2 separate regions of the Gossypium arboreum genome follow, and region 1 is linked to region 2. The links are chromatin contacts, called in public Hi-C maps. All regions are on one chromosome and are shown on one strand. The core of a region is the stretch at or near the end of the contact, and the rest is flanking DNA. Distances in the headings are between cores, read along the strand shown.

Region 1 (2,857 bases), core at 260-2,759, 96 kb after region 2:
TGTTTCCATCAAGCGGATACATATTGGGTCACAGCTCTTACAAAGCTCTTTCAAATTCTGAATTGTCAAAGAAGATCCCACTCCTTGGCAATTCCAAGATAAGAACCTCATAGCCCTTTGGTGGCTGTTATAGGATAGCCACCGTAACGTTCAGTATCAACCAACCTTTGAACAGGACCTCAACTAATACCTCTGAAAACTCAAGCCTAGGACTTCCTTCCCCCTACCTTTCTCTAACACCTTCCAACCCCTTTATACTTCTTCACCTCGTCTTCTCTACAACCTTCTGGCATTCTCTTTCACCCCTTTATTCCCATTATTTCCCATTAACCAATCATCAATTTTTTTATTTCTTTCTTCTCCAATTATTTTCCTGATCATCATCCTCCAAGCTTCTATCCAAAGACATACCTTGTACCTTTTCAACTAAAATTTCTTTAGCCACCAAAATTTGTTTATCCCTTTGCGCACTTGTTTCCACACTGTCCTTTTCACATTTCTCACCTTCATTAGAAGAAAGCTCCACAAAGTAAGGATTCAATCCAACTCTTACTACCTTTCTCCCATCATTTCCAACCATCTTACCTAAAAGCCTTTCTTCAGAATACACATCAGATTCAACACCCTCAATCCCCTCCTCACTCAACCCCTCTTTCCCTTTCTTATGAAAAGATATTTCTTGCCTATTAAATTTCTTAGACCCATCATCCACTATCACTTCTTTCACAACATTTCCCCCTCCCCCTTCTTACCTTCCCCACTCTCACCTATATCTTCCACAGTTCCTCCAAAACTGCCCCATCGTTAACCTACCTCCCTTTCTCCCTCACTTTCACCCATTCCTACCAATATCCCACCCCCTTGAACAATTCACTCAAACCCTTCTCCCTCTTTCCTTCCCACTCCTCATAATTCTTTCCCAACCCCATATTCCTCCCCTCATTTATCCCAAGCACAATATTATCCCTACTCTAATAGCTTCCACCCATCCACCATACCTCCTAACCTAACCTTCATCACTCCATTTCACCTTCTCAAATCTATATATTCTTACTAAGGTCCCACCTTACCACATCCAAAGGAAAAATATGCAATCTTCTCATATTTTATCTTACCTCACACCCTGTCCTTACTCTCATTCGTTACCCAAAATTCAGGAACTAGGGTTTTTTCAGATTAGTCTCAATTTTAACCCTAAAAAAACTTCTACTCCATCCCTTCTCCAAAACTCTATAATCCACCTTCACCAACTTTTTTAACCTACTACCAATCAATTCATCATTCCTAATTGTCATCATTTCTAGAGGTAAATTAGATATTTGGATATAAATAGTCATCTTAGTAAAATCCAACTCTTGAATTTTTCAATTCACTGCCCACCTCTTCAAGTTCAAACAAAAACCCATCACTATCCATGGTCCATTCTACAAAACTGACTCTATCACCTCAAGTTTTGCAAACTAAAGAGCATACATATTTTCTCCAAGCTCCCACACCTTTTCTAGTTCTGCCTCAGACCAGATACTCTGCAAAACCCATTTAAACCCCCTTCTATTAGGAGTTTTATTCGCATGAATTTTCCCAACTAGTGTAAATTTTGTTGCCCTTTCCAAACCCCCTTTAGCTGTTTCCAACTGTATCTCAAGCTCATCAAAACCCCTCTCCTTTTCCATTATAAAAAACCCCCAAATCAATGCAAAGTAGTTAATCGGATTAAAAAGTGACACTATTCTATCCCTCGATTAATGGAAATACTCACAAATAGATCCTACAAAAAAAGAATCATCAAAGCAAGACCTAAAATAGAAAAACAAAAAACTCAAATATGACTTAATCATCAACTACAAGTTGCCCTAAGACTCAAAACCAAAAGACCAGACTCTTTTCTTATTATAAAAGACTTAGAACCTTAAAACAAATAAAGAAAAAACAAAAGAAATTGAAAAATTGACTCGAAACCACATTTTTTTACTCAAAAAATAAATTCGTCATGAAAAAAAGGAGAAAAAACCTCTCCAAAAAGAGATAGGCACTCCCAAAAAATGAGAGAGAAAAAAAATGCAAAGTAACTAACAACTATATGTTAATCATGCTGAGAAATACTATTTACTTGATTAAATATAATTTATTATTGAAAAAAAAAAGAAAAATAAGTGATTTGGTACGATAACGCTAACATTAAAAAGATAGAAAAGAAATATCCCTTAAAGTGATGCCATTTCAAAAAAATAGAAGGATAAAAAAAAGTCCAAAATGGAGCAACAATGGTTGAAACCATCAAGAGAAGAGATGTTCAAAATGGAGCAACAATGATATTTATATGTTTCGAAACATTTCTAAAATTTAAATGGCTTCTCTTTTTAACTTTCTATTATCAAGTTAAGATAATTAGGTTTTAGTTAGTCTATTCTCAGTTGAATAAGGGGTGGCCAAATCAACTATTTCATTTGCGGGGTAAGAAAGCTCGTGTTTTTCGTCCACGTGATAAAACAAATGACCAACTATAAAAGGGTTTAATTTTGACTGAAGTTTTGAGCTTTTTTCAATAAATACATTGAGTAGGATAGGGAACTTGTATAGTTTTATAAAAAATAGATTATTTTAAAGAATTATAAAAAAAGTCGAGATAAGTTTCATTTTTATCGAAAGGGAAATGATATTAAGAATTCGTTAATCTCTATTTTATTTTTAAATAATATATTATAGTATTTTTTAATTACTATTAATTTAGTAATGGTGGCCTAATTAAGAAAAAGCAAGTGGAAATGTTTGTTATAAGATTATAATAAATTTGCTTTGTTTGAGAGTGAGAAAGGAATCAAAATTTAAAATGTTGCAGCCTAAAATATATTTATAA
Region 2 (3,170 bases), core at 482-2,981:
CAAATCTATATTTGGATATGTGTGGAATATAGACATCAAAGGCAGGAGCTTCAATCAAATATGAAGAGTCCTATCAACATAGATATTCAACGGAGTCTGTTTGTATGACTAAGTTTCGTGTGCAAGCGACATTGAATCAAGGTTCACTGGGGCGAGATAAAACTAAAAAAGAGGATCAAAGCTAAAAGTATTTGTATTAAAATGATCTAAGTTAATTTTTAAATTTTTTGAAAAGCGTCGAAATTGCCATTGTTCCATTTAAAATAAAAGATAAAAGGAATTAAATTGACATTTTAGATTCTGTTCGAGGATGTTGAAGCCGTCAAATCTGGTTGAGTCCATTGCACTAAATTGATTTTGGAAAATGACCTGAAAATCCAAATCCAACATCTGTTATGTTTTTAGTTGATAAAATATGATAAGTTTAATTGTTTGGATAAATCCGATTAAGCAACGAAGAGTAATTAAATTAATTAAGAAATTGAAGAGAACGATTATAAATATTTTACCTGAAATTTTTTTTTCGAAGAGGATAAAAATTCACAGGCAAAGATAATTTCATTAAATCAGCAAAAACGAAGAGTATAAAGATGAAGATAAAAACTAAACCCTAAAGCCCAAAAATAAGAACACTCGAAACTTAAACACAAAATTTCCTGAAAACTTGTAAAAGTTAATATATTAAATAATCTACACTAATCAGCATTTAAGCGGGAAACTAAAACAGTTTTTAACTGAAAGAAAGTAAACTCAGAAAATTGAGAAACACGTCGCCACATTGCGACGTGGCTTTCTTTTCGTCGTGATGAAGTATGGTCACGTCATCGGAACGAAGAGCTCCTCTTCGTTGCTACGTCACACACTATTAATGCTTAAATATGAGGCATACTCGACATTAATCAATCCTTTTACAAAATATATAAATAATCATACAACTGGTGTATAGATTAATGAATCAAATATGATGAAAATGGATGAGTTGCCATTTTCCTATATATTTACATTTCCATAAACTCTTTAAATTTATGTAAAAAATTTGCTGAGAAGAAAATAGGGTAAATTATATCATTAGTCATTAAATTATAGGTAAGTTTTTGTTTTGGTTACTTAATTCAAAAAATGTTATAATTTGATCACTAAATTATTCGAAAGTTTTCATTTAAGTCACTAAACTATTCAAAATATTTTATTTAAGTCACTAGACTATTAAGTTTTTTTTTAAAGTTCTGCCATAAAGCTCCAAGTGACGATTTGACGATCGAGAGGGTGGATCTGTACCTATCGATGAGTAGAAGAACATAACTTAGATCCAAGTCTATCTGGCGGTCAGTGTAGGAGATTAAAGAAAAAACTGTTTGAATTTTGGTTTGTAGATTTGTGATGTTCAAAGTTGTTTCATGAAAAAGCACTCAACAATAGAAGAGAAACGGAATAAAAGCTTTCGATTGGTACAGATAGTGCGAATAAAGAAAGCTATTTAAGATCGATTTTAATAACCCAATAATTTTAATAAAAACTTGTGAATAATTCAATGACCAACAAAGTAACAACAAACAATAATTATATTTAAGTGTTAGGTGCTTTCTAGAGAAATAAACGATTAATCATAAAACATACTCTATTCGCATGAATGGATGGTTAAAGGATAAGGTGATTGGTTCTAAATTTATAGGTACATAGATTTCCAAAGGTTACTTTAGGAAATGATGAATATTTGAGATAAATTATGGAATTGTTAGATTGCCACATAATTGATCCAAAATTTGTATATCATGTCAACGCCGCATCGCTTAAACCCTAAAACCGAACCTAAATAGGCCTAAGCCCAATAATATCTATTTATGTTTTCTTGCAGAGCAGCTTCCTCCTTCCATTATATAACCCCACCGTTTCACTCCGTGTTTCTTTTCTGCAGGCTAAGCAATTTTGAGACTCTTCCATTTAGCAATGGCTTCTTCTCTAGCTCTTAAGAGGCTCGTCTCATCCAACATCCTCCCTAACTCCTTACGCGTCGCCATCGCTCCATCCACCTCCAGACTCTTTAATACCAACGCCGCCACGCCTGATGACCACGATGATCGCCGTCGTGCTGACGGTTTCTTCTCAGGTACTTGTCCACTCATCTGTTTTTCATTTCGACTTCTTTCCCTTCTTTTTAATTTTTGATTATCTAAAATTGATGCTGATTTTGGCCCTTCCGGTTTCTATGCTGCAGATCTGCAGGGGCGGCGCCAGGGGGCCAAAAAAGGTAAATTTTCACTTTAGTTCTTATTGAAATTATAAAATTATAATTCAGTCGTTTTGCCCCCTCAAGAAAAAAATTCCTGCAGATGTGTTTGATCCTTTGTCTCCAACAAGGAGCCTGAACATGATGGATCAAGTCAAGGGGAATCGATTTCTCTCCACATCCCGTGACATTCCAGGGCTTGGGAGCGAGGCCAAAGAATCAAACCTTCGCCCGTTATCTCCTCATCTTCCTATTTATAAGCCACAACTTTCTGCGACTCTTTCAATTACCAATAGGATCTCCGGGGTTTTCCTAACTACTGCACTTTTGTTCTCTTATCTTCTTTCTCTGAAAATGGGTTCAATTTGCTTCACCTATTCGAATTTCTACCAATTCTTCTTTTATTCAGCAAAACTTGCCCCACTTACCGTATCAATTGCTGCATTGGCCGTTTCCTATCATCTGTGTTATGGGGTTCGTCATTTATTGGCGGATTTTTCGGGAAAGCTGAGGTGAAGAACGGTGAGGAGGAAAGGATGTGATTCAGCTTCAAATCGACTGATTTGCTGGCTTGGTAAGTTTTTATTTTGTCTGGGCCTTTCTGGGTTTAGGTAAGCACTTTGTTTGGCAAAATAAAGAATGTGTTAATGGTTTTTTTTTTTTTGGAATAAATGGAACCTTGGTGTTGAGTAAAAAGAAAACCTTGTTAATGCCAAAAGCATCTTTGAACTTGTCAACATAGTGATCTGTGTTGAATTAGTGGTTTGATTCGATGGATTCTGCTAAATCTTTGATTGGGAGAGCTGTAACCATTAACCGTTCCCCTTTGAATAGTATGAGCTTTGATTCGGAGTTTAAACTGTGCTTATCATCCTCCGTAGTTAACAAACACCAAGCTTTGAATGTGTGAACTCTTTCTGAAAGTGATTGTGAACTGTGATAG

Evidence for each region. Hi-C and Micro-C count contacts between places; a contact is called where the count stands out from the background.
Region 1: a Hi-C map of leaf shows a contact between it and region 2, with 2.3 times the contacts expected there. The contact joins the enhancer-like site here to the promoter of LOC108458623 in region 2. A contact is called at or near these places in 2 of 5 Hi-C or Micro-C datasets (both in leaf).

The regions. Positions count from the first base shown.
Region 1 is chr10:47,624,457-47,627,313 of ASM2569848v2, forward strand. No RefSeq gene overlaps it. Among protein-coding and RNA genes, the nearest start is that of LOC128282568, 50 kb to the right of the region's middle. Within about 2 kb of position 1,510, at least 2 of the 2 cell types and tissues checked have an H3K27ac peak or open chromatin away from gene starts, as enhancers often do. A contact at or near this core is called in leaf, where this site is marked.
Region 2 is chr10:47,528,668-47,531,837 of ASM2569848v2, forward strand. LOC108458623 (succinate dehydrogenase subunit 3-1, mitochondrial-like) reads left to right here and starts at 1,732. Exons shown (of 3, transcript XM_017758031.2): 1 at 1,732-2,107; 2 at 2,216-2,248; 3 at 2,331-3,086. The coding sequence starts at 1,948. The coding sequence ends at 2,743.